Regions from separate parts of the Hordeum vulgare genome. Here region 2 is linked to region 1. A link is a contact called in public Hi-C data. All regions are on one chromosome and are shown on one strand. The core of a region is the stretch at or near the end of the contact, and the rest is flanking DNA. Distances in the headings are between cores, read along the strand shown. Region 1 holds the start of LOC123426974 (protein FATTY ACID EXPORT 1, chloroplastic-like). Region 2 holds the start of LOC123426977 (probable amino acid permease 7).

The links. Hi-C and Micro-C count contacts between places; a contact is called where the count stands out from the background.
Region 2: a Hi-C map of leaf shows a contact between it and region 1, with 4 times the contacts expected there. The contact joins the promoter of LOC123426977 here to the promoter of LOC123426974 in region 1. A contact is called at or near these places in 1 of 6 Hi-C or Micro-C datasets (leaf) and 1 of 1 datasets of contacts at active chromatin or transcription factors (embryo).

Annotation. Positions count from the first base shown.
Region 1 is chr2H:520,607,488-520,611,546 of MorexV3_pseudomolecules_assembly, reverse strand. LOC123426974 (protein FATTY ACID EXPORT 1, chloroplastic-like) reads left to right here and starts at 1,766. Exons shown (of 7, transcript XM_045110895.1): 1 at 1,766-1,958; 2 at 2,346-2,562; 3 at 3,483-3,687. The coding sequence starts at 2,410.
Region 2 is chr2H:520,794,103-520,798,161 of MorexV3_pseudomolecules_assembly, reverse strand. LOC123426977 (probable amino acid permease 7) reads left to right here and starts at 2,037. Exons shown (of 7, transcript XM_045110897.1): 1 at 2,037-2,491; 2 at 2,626-2,862; 3 at 3,624-3,717. The coding sequence starts at 2,404.

The DNA of each region.
Region 1 (4,059 bases), core at 517-3,016:
ATGACAATCACCACTTGATGTCATCCTCCATGGGTTGTATGATATCTCCCTCTTGACGCAAGCCCATGAAAAAACACCTAGCCCCACATAGAACTCTCACGAAGACCATGGGTTAGCACATAAAGTGTAATGGACAATGCTTACCATACCATGGGATCACTTGATCCCTCTTGGTTCATCTTGTATGTTTTGTGTGTTGATCAACTTGATTCACTCCTTGACTTAGTCTTGATCAACCTTGTGTCTTTATGACCAATCTTTGGATAAAACCTTGAGTACCAACTTGGTCATCACATAAACTCCTTGAAACCAACAGATGGACTTCAAGAAGTGCCTATGGACAAATCCTTTGAATATAACTCAAGGCAACCATTAGTCCATAGGGATTGTCATCAATTATCAAACCACATATGGAGAAATATGCTTTAACAATAAGGCTTTCAGTTAGATAACTCACTCCTGACGCGGGACGCATGCCGGTCAAGACGTAATTCAGGCACATCCTCCACTTCGGTTCGTAAGAAGCACATCTCGATGGATGACTTCCAGCGCACAAATTAAGAACATATTTGGTCCTGATAGAAATATATGGTTATAAGCATTAAAACCTCATACCCATGCCTATTTATATTATAAGTGTTTTCTTTCAAATGTTTGATGCCGATTAAGTCAAAACTTGTAATTGTTTTTTTAACAAAAGCTTGTCTGAGACTCTAACTTAAAGGGCATCCTCCTCCGGTGGGTTTGATAACTTTTGGTCACCTTTAGGGAAAAAGTCGAGAATCCTTTATGCTCCATTTCCGGATCACCAAAGAAAATAATCATGTAACATAAAGTTGCTTCGTACCTGTCTCGTGTTCTTCATCCCTGCAGGTACCTAGGATCATGGAGAACGAGCTACAGAGAGCCTAAGGGCAGAGGGGTCGTGAAGTGTTATTTTGACACCAATGACCGAAAAGTTTAGTACGGTCATACATATCCTATCTCTTGGGATTCAAGAGGTGTAGTCACTAGACGCCCAATGATTGTCTCATATTGCTATCTTCATTACCAAGGCAACCCCGCACGACGGATATGGTTTTTAATTGGACAACTGATTTTTTACGTAAGATGCGTGTCGGTTAAGGCATAATTTGGATATATCCTCCACTTCAATGCATAGTAAGCATATCTCGATGAATGTCTTCGAGGGCACATATTAAGATCATGATGATTCTAACACAAATATATGGTTATAAGCATAAGTCCTCATACCCAGTCCGGTGACGGCAACGTTGACCGGTTGTGACATGGTCGGCGACAGTGTGGGTTAGGGCCTCCACTGACGAAGTTGTGGGTTAAGGACGATATCGACGAAACTATGATGGTGACTATGGAGACAAGGAAGAAAAGAAAAACGAAACATGGTTGGTCTGGCGTCTTCAAACAAATTGATGCAGGCCCTTGCGATCAATCCTACTTGATGGTCGCGTCCGGACGTCCTCGTATCCGTCAAGTATGAAAAATACCCGTCAATTATTGATTTTTTTTTTTGTCCAGTCCCGGGTCGTAGATGCTGTCAGGAAACATCGACGAGGAAAGAAAAAGCACGAACAAGGTAGCAGCAAGCGCGGCAAAGATGGGAGAGGAGGGCACGGAAGAGCAAGGAAGAAGAGAAGAATCGCAATTTAACGACCGTCATGTGGCACATTCCTTGGATAATTTTGGTCTAGAGGATCAATTTCTAAACTTTTTAACCCTTTGGGATGACTGGAATAACCATACCACCCCTGGCTAATTTCCATGTCTGCCCACAGGCCCCGCACTGCGCCTGGCCTGACCGCCGCGAACAGATCCTGGGATCTCTCCTCCCTCCGACCCTCCCTCTTCGTCTCTCGTTTCCCTCTCTTTCGGTCCCTACCCCGACGCCCGCTCGACCTCGGTCCAAGTCCGGCAGCCAAGGCGACAGCGACGGCAAGGTATGCTCCGTCCCTCCCTTATATTTTCCTCTCCAAAGAGTCCCTTGATAGGTTGAATCCTTCGTTGAAACCCTAGATGAGAAACTCGTTATTCGATATAGATGTTCTGACAAAAATTCTTAGCGTTTTTTTTAAAATTAAGGAATAACTACTTTTCCCCTTTGATCAAATATTTTTTGTCAAAAAACAAGAAAATATTTGAGAAAGTAAGCATATCTCTCTAAACAGACTGGAGCTCCTGGCGCGTGCCTGCCGTTCAGGTGTAAGCCAAATATGGCTGTGGAAAAGAAAACCCGGGGGGTGGGGGATGGTGGAGGGTTAGATTTAAGTGAGTAGTTCATTTTGTAGAATATGCCGGAAACTCACTGATTGACTCATCAACTTCAGGGCATTTTAAACGGTGGCACACCAATTTGGGCAAATCATCAAAGTTGCACCAATTTCGGGGCAAATGATAAAAAGTCCTGTTTCACCGTCTCAATCCCACATGGCTGTAGCGGCGGCGCAGCTCCGTGGATCGGCCATGGTCGCTCGGAGGCATGGAGCCTTCAGAGTCCCCTCCTCCTGCCGGTGGCCACGTCACCCTCTCGCCGGTTCACTAAAGGTATTACCCTGATCCAGAAGTAAACACTACCTATGAGTAATTCATTCATGCCCTGTTATATTTGCTTGTGTTTGGATGTCACTCTGCTCATCTGAAGAACATGTTATTGTTGTTTTACAAGTTCTTGATCATTGACCACTAGAATATTTTGTTGTTGTGCAAAAGTTAACAGTCACGTGACTTTCATAAAGAAGAAATGTTGAGTTTATGTACAGCCTGCCTGAGGCATTATGAAACAACACTGACAGCTGCACTTGACAATTTAGTAGGGGTAGTAAGGGGAACTTTTCCATTTGCACGCATCTGGAAATTTGATCGTTGATGATGTTGTGCACGTTGTCTAAGGAAAATTATATCACAAAGAGACGACAAAATGGTTCTGCGGTGCTGGCTGGTGAATCTGCTTGTAGAAATTTGGAACAATAAACATTTGAATTCATGCTTCTGTAATTTAAAGTGTTGTTGTTCTTGTACCAGTCGGGTTCATGAAGAGTTGAAGCTGTTGCCTACTCCTGTGCTCTGATGTGCTAGCATGGACCAAATATATAATCACATGATCAAGCTATCCAATTTTTATAGAGTCAAGTGTTTAATCAGTGCATGTATTTCTGCCCTGATTGGGAGGACCTTGAGATGAGAACCTAAGCTAGTTTAATTGTTCTGTTGTAACTTATAAGGTGAATAATATAGGCCGCATGTCACCATTTGATAGTAAATGCGTTTTGGTGGACACTAGTCTTGAGATGCATTTTGGTGTTATAATATTCTGCAAAAAGGTACATTATTTCCTGCAGCATCAAGCCATGCTCTTCCCCAAGATCAGCTTGAACACAATGACCAGAAGATTTGTTTCTTAGAGAAAATAATGTAAAAGTCAAAAAATGTTGACTTTACGTTTTAAACTTATTTTGTTGTCTCAGTTTTCAGTTTCTACCAGTGGAGTGAGTGGGAAGCTGTTTGGTTTTGGTGCCAAAATTGCAAAAAAATGTGTAAATGAGAACACTCGGGCTGAAGAGTTGAATTCGAGATCAGATCAAGCAGGCGAACTTGTAGCACCAGTTGAAGATGTGACTCCCCAAAAGAGGAGCTCTAAGATCCATGATTTTTGTTTTGGGATTCCTTTCGGTAAGTAACTGTTTTTAGAACAAAGACATAATCTTGTCGTTTTTTTATTGAATAAGCATGTGGGTGAATGTATAATTCTGCCGCAGAAGTTTCCTGATGGGGGTGATTTCGCACGTGCCAGTTTCTTGTTTAGGAGAATTACTAGTATGTTGCAAATCGATTTTATTTTCTTCAGCTTGTTAATGAAAGTGAGGCTGTAGGTCGTAACTGTTTGAAAGTAAAGATGAGCTTCTCAGTGCATAATTGCCCAAAATTACTGTTAGAGTGTTGATTGATCCTACAAGTTTAAGAAATGCTACAATTTTCCATATAGAGTAATTTTTCTTACGAATGTCAGATTGCCCTTGCTATATACTCCCTCCGTCCCAAAAA
Region 2 (4,059 bases), core at 788-3,287, 190 kb before region 1:
TTGATATTTCTATCAAGATTGCGTTAGCCCATGTCGTTAGCTTTCCAACAAACTTGGTTTCGTTGAACTCGGAGTTCATATGCGAAAGTTACAGCAGTTTCAGTATCCAGCGGTAGTAGCCGCTCGTGGTGCCAGCGGTAGTACCGCTCCTGTGGCGGTAGTACCGCCCCCGGAGAGGTAGTACCGCCCCGGAGTGGTAGTAATTTTTTACTACCGCTTCCTAGCGGTAGTACCGCTCCGTCGGACTGTTTTTTGCATACTTTTTGGCCTCAGCATGGTTGGTGAACCTATCGAGCGGTAGTACCGCTCTGTGCGGGCTGTGAGGCTTAACGGTTGGATTTTCCCCACCTATAAAAGCGGGTCTTCTTCCCTATGGAACCTTATCTCTTTAGCTCGTGTTCTTCCCCCATTGTTGACCTTCTTTGAGCTTGCTAACTCTCAATCCCTCCAATGATTCTTGCTAGTTCTTGAGGGAAAAGAGAGAGGAGATCTAGATCCACATTTTCACCAATCACTTTCTCCTCTAAGTGAGGGGAACCCCTTAGGTCTAGATCTTGGAGTTCTTCGTTCTTCCTCTCATTTTCCTCCCTGGCATTAGTTGCTTTGGTGGGATTTGGGATAGAAGGATTTGGGCACTCCGTGTGCCCTTGCCATTGCATTAGTTGCATCGTTTGAGTTCTCCACGGTGATATGTGGAAGTGAAGTTTGAGAAGCTTATTACCTTTGGTACTTAGTACCCTAGATATTGTTCTTCGTGGATGATTCGGCGTCCTAGAAGCTTGGTGGTGTCTCGGAGCTCAACTTTGTGGTGTAAAGCTCAGGGCAAGCGTCGGGGTCTCCAATTAGGTTGTGGAGATTGCCCCGAGCAATTTGTACGGGTATCGGTGATCGCCCTCAAGGTTTGCCATTTGTACGGGTTCGGTGACCGCCCTCAAGGGTTCCTTAGTGGAATCACGGCATCTTGCATTGTGCGAGAGCGTGAGGAGATTACGGTGGCCTTAGTGGCATCTTGGGGAGGATTGTGCCTCCACACCGCTCCAACGGAGATTGGCATCCGCAAGGTTGTGAACTTCGGGATACATCATCGTCTCCGCGTGCCTCGGTTATCTCTTACCCGAACCCTTTACTTATGCACTTTACTTTGTGATAGCCATATTGTTTATTGTCATATATCTTGCTATCACTTAGTTGTTTATCTTGCTTAGCATAAGTTGTTGGTGCACATAGGTGAGCCTAGTTGTTGTAGGTTTTGTGCTTGATAAATTAAACGTTAGTTTTATTTCGCATTTGTTCAAGCCTAAACCGTAATTATATTAAAGCGCCTATTCACCCCCCTCTAGGCGACATCCACGTCCTTTCATCAGCGGCGTGGGCGAGTGGATGGGTCAAGAAAGGATACGGGGGTGGGGAAAACTGACCGCAGACGGGGTATATTTTCTACAAGCTAAATACGGTGCAGCGGACATACGAGGGTAAATATTATGGCTGAAAAACAATCATCCAAGGAGGAGATTCGAATCTATTGTATTTTTTACAGGAGGCTAGGTTTTTACGGGTGCAAAACGACGATCCAAGCGCAGTCTGAGAGAGCTCATGATCAACAAAGATGAACAATAAAGATTTGAAACACGGACGAGAACGAAGAAATAGACTATGTCAACTTTTGCAATATTAAAGAAATGTCATGTCCGCTTTTGATTGACGAAACATGTCAAAAAAATGTCATGAATGTGGGACGGTTTAAATGAAAGTCCTCTGTTTTGCATGAGAATGGTACGGTTTGTTCAAATTTAGTTTAAAACGTGTCCGGGCATTTGAGGTATACAATTGTATGGATGCCACTCATATCTATGTTCGTGGACACGATTAGAGCACATGGTGTATTTCAGAAGATGCCAAACAGTTTGCCCCTCTGCCCTTTTTGTGAGGCAAATCTGGTTTCTTCTCGAGAGATCCAGAATACCCGGGCTCCAATCCCTGTCTCGACTGTTCCAAGAACAAAACATGCATGCTGCAATGATTGCACAATGCAGTATCATTCTCAAAACCAAATTCGGTGTCCTCATACAATCTGTGGCCTGCAATTACGCAGTGCCCCGCTGTACCTCCTTCCTGTGTGAATTGACCACAGCGCAATCAGACGGCGCCAAGTAGCACCTCACCTCACCTCACCAGCGTGCGGGCCTACACACTCGAGGAGCCAGTCACAACAGAGCCTCTTTTCCTCGTCCTCTCGATCCACCCACGTATCAGTGCCTCCTCTAACAACAGCTGGTCGATCCAGCCACCATTCGCCAAGTAGTATTCCAGTCAGTTCAGCGAGTCCGTCTCCGTGATACGATTCCCCTTCCGCGCTCGCCGCCGGCCGGCCGGGAAGGGAAGGGAGCGGGATTTCCCCCGACGATGGCGTTCGGCGAAGGGGGAGGCGACGCCACGGCCCCTCTCATCTCTTCCGACGGGCCGAAGCGCCATCCCAACGTCGTCAGGAACGGTGAGCACCCCGCCGGCCCGGACCAAACCGATCCACTCGATCGATTTCTCTGGACCTTTTGCCTCCGCGTTTGGTCGTCCGTGTGTTGTGACTCGTGTTGTGACCCTGCCGTTGGATTTTGGGTTGGAATGAAGGGAACGAGTGGACGGCGGCGGCGCACGTGATCACGGCGGTGATCGGGTCCGGCGTGCTGTCGCTGGCGTGGAGCATGGCGCAGCTGGGGTGGGTGGCCGGACCGGGCATGATGGTGGTGTTCGCCTCGGTGACGGCGCTGCAGTCCACCATCTTCGCCGACTGCTACCGGTCGCCGGACCCGGAGCACGGCCCGCACCGCAACCGCACCTACGCCCACGCCGTCGAGCGCAACTTAGGTACGCAATCCACGTCCCGCCCGTCCTTTTCCATCCATTACTGTCGTTTTTTCTGTTCCAACTCTTCTCAATCCAAATCTTCTCTTCGGCACAGATATTTTAGTTAATGAGCGGGTATCTGTATCCGTTTACTGGTCGCCAGAATTGAGTGACAGTCTGACAGAGACGATTCGGATAGTCTATTAGTATTACTGCTACAAACAAATAGCCAGGCATTGGCAATCAAGTCGTTAAACAGAGCTCCTTGTAGCATTACAAAAGAAGGGAAAACTTATGAAGTCACGTCTCTGTTCTGCATTTCTTCCTCCGACTGGTCCATAGTCACTCTCGGAGAGCACGTCAAAAGGGGCGCGCAACCTGCTTGGGGCCACGTGGTGGGCGCGCAACCTGATTAGAGACCGCTGTTTCTTTAATATAACTGGTCGCAGTACACGAGTTCGTGTTTGGGACTGCAGAGCAGGACAGCTGGCCAAGGCTAGCCGGAACGGCAAGCAAGGTGGGTGGCCCGTTTGAGCTCGTCAGACACGAGCCATTCTGCAGCAGTCTGATTGCGACCCTAATCCGTAGTACACCAGGGGATTCTCCCCCCGTACCAACCGTGCTTCCTCCAGAATGAATCGATTAAACATGCGTCAACATTGTTGGAACCTACTGGCGCCGTGTTCTGGTTTCCAGTAGTACGATCTTTTGTAGAGTATATATATTTGTATATCACTCCAAGTGTTGATCTAAAAGAAAAAAAATCATATATGATTTGCCAGGTAGCAGCAGTGCGTGGGTCTGCCAATTGTTGCAGCAAACAGCCTTGTTCGGCTACGGCATTGCCTACACCATCACCGCTTCCATCAGCTTCAGGTACTACATTTTTACTTACTTTCATTCCATGCTGCGAAACCACACGTTTTTTTACACCTTTTGCCCCAGCCGTCTTTTCTTTTAGTGCGACTGGCTCAGCTGCAGTGAGAACAACTTTAACTGTGCGATCTAAACGAATATGATTTTTGTCTGTTTTTTATCCGTTTGATTCGACTAAACGAATGTTGATGTTCGATTTTGTAAATGGATTGGCTAGACCATCCAATGCAGGCCTCAATTCAAATTTCAAACTAGGACTTAAAAAAAAGGCCGTCCAAACTTTAATAATTAAACATTAAAACATGATCAAAAGCCGGTCCAAGTCTACATAAACTTAATTAA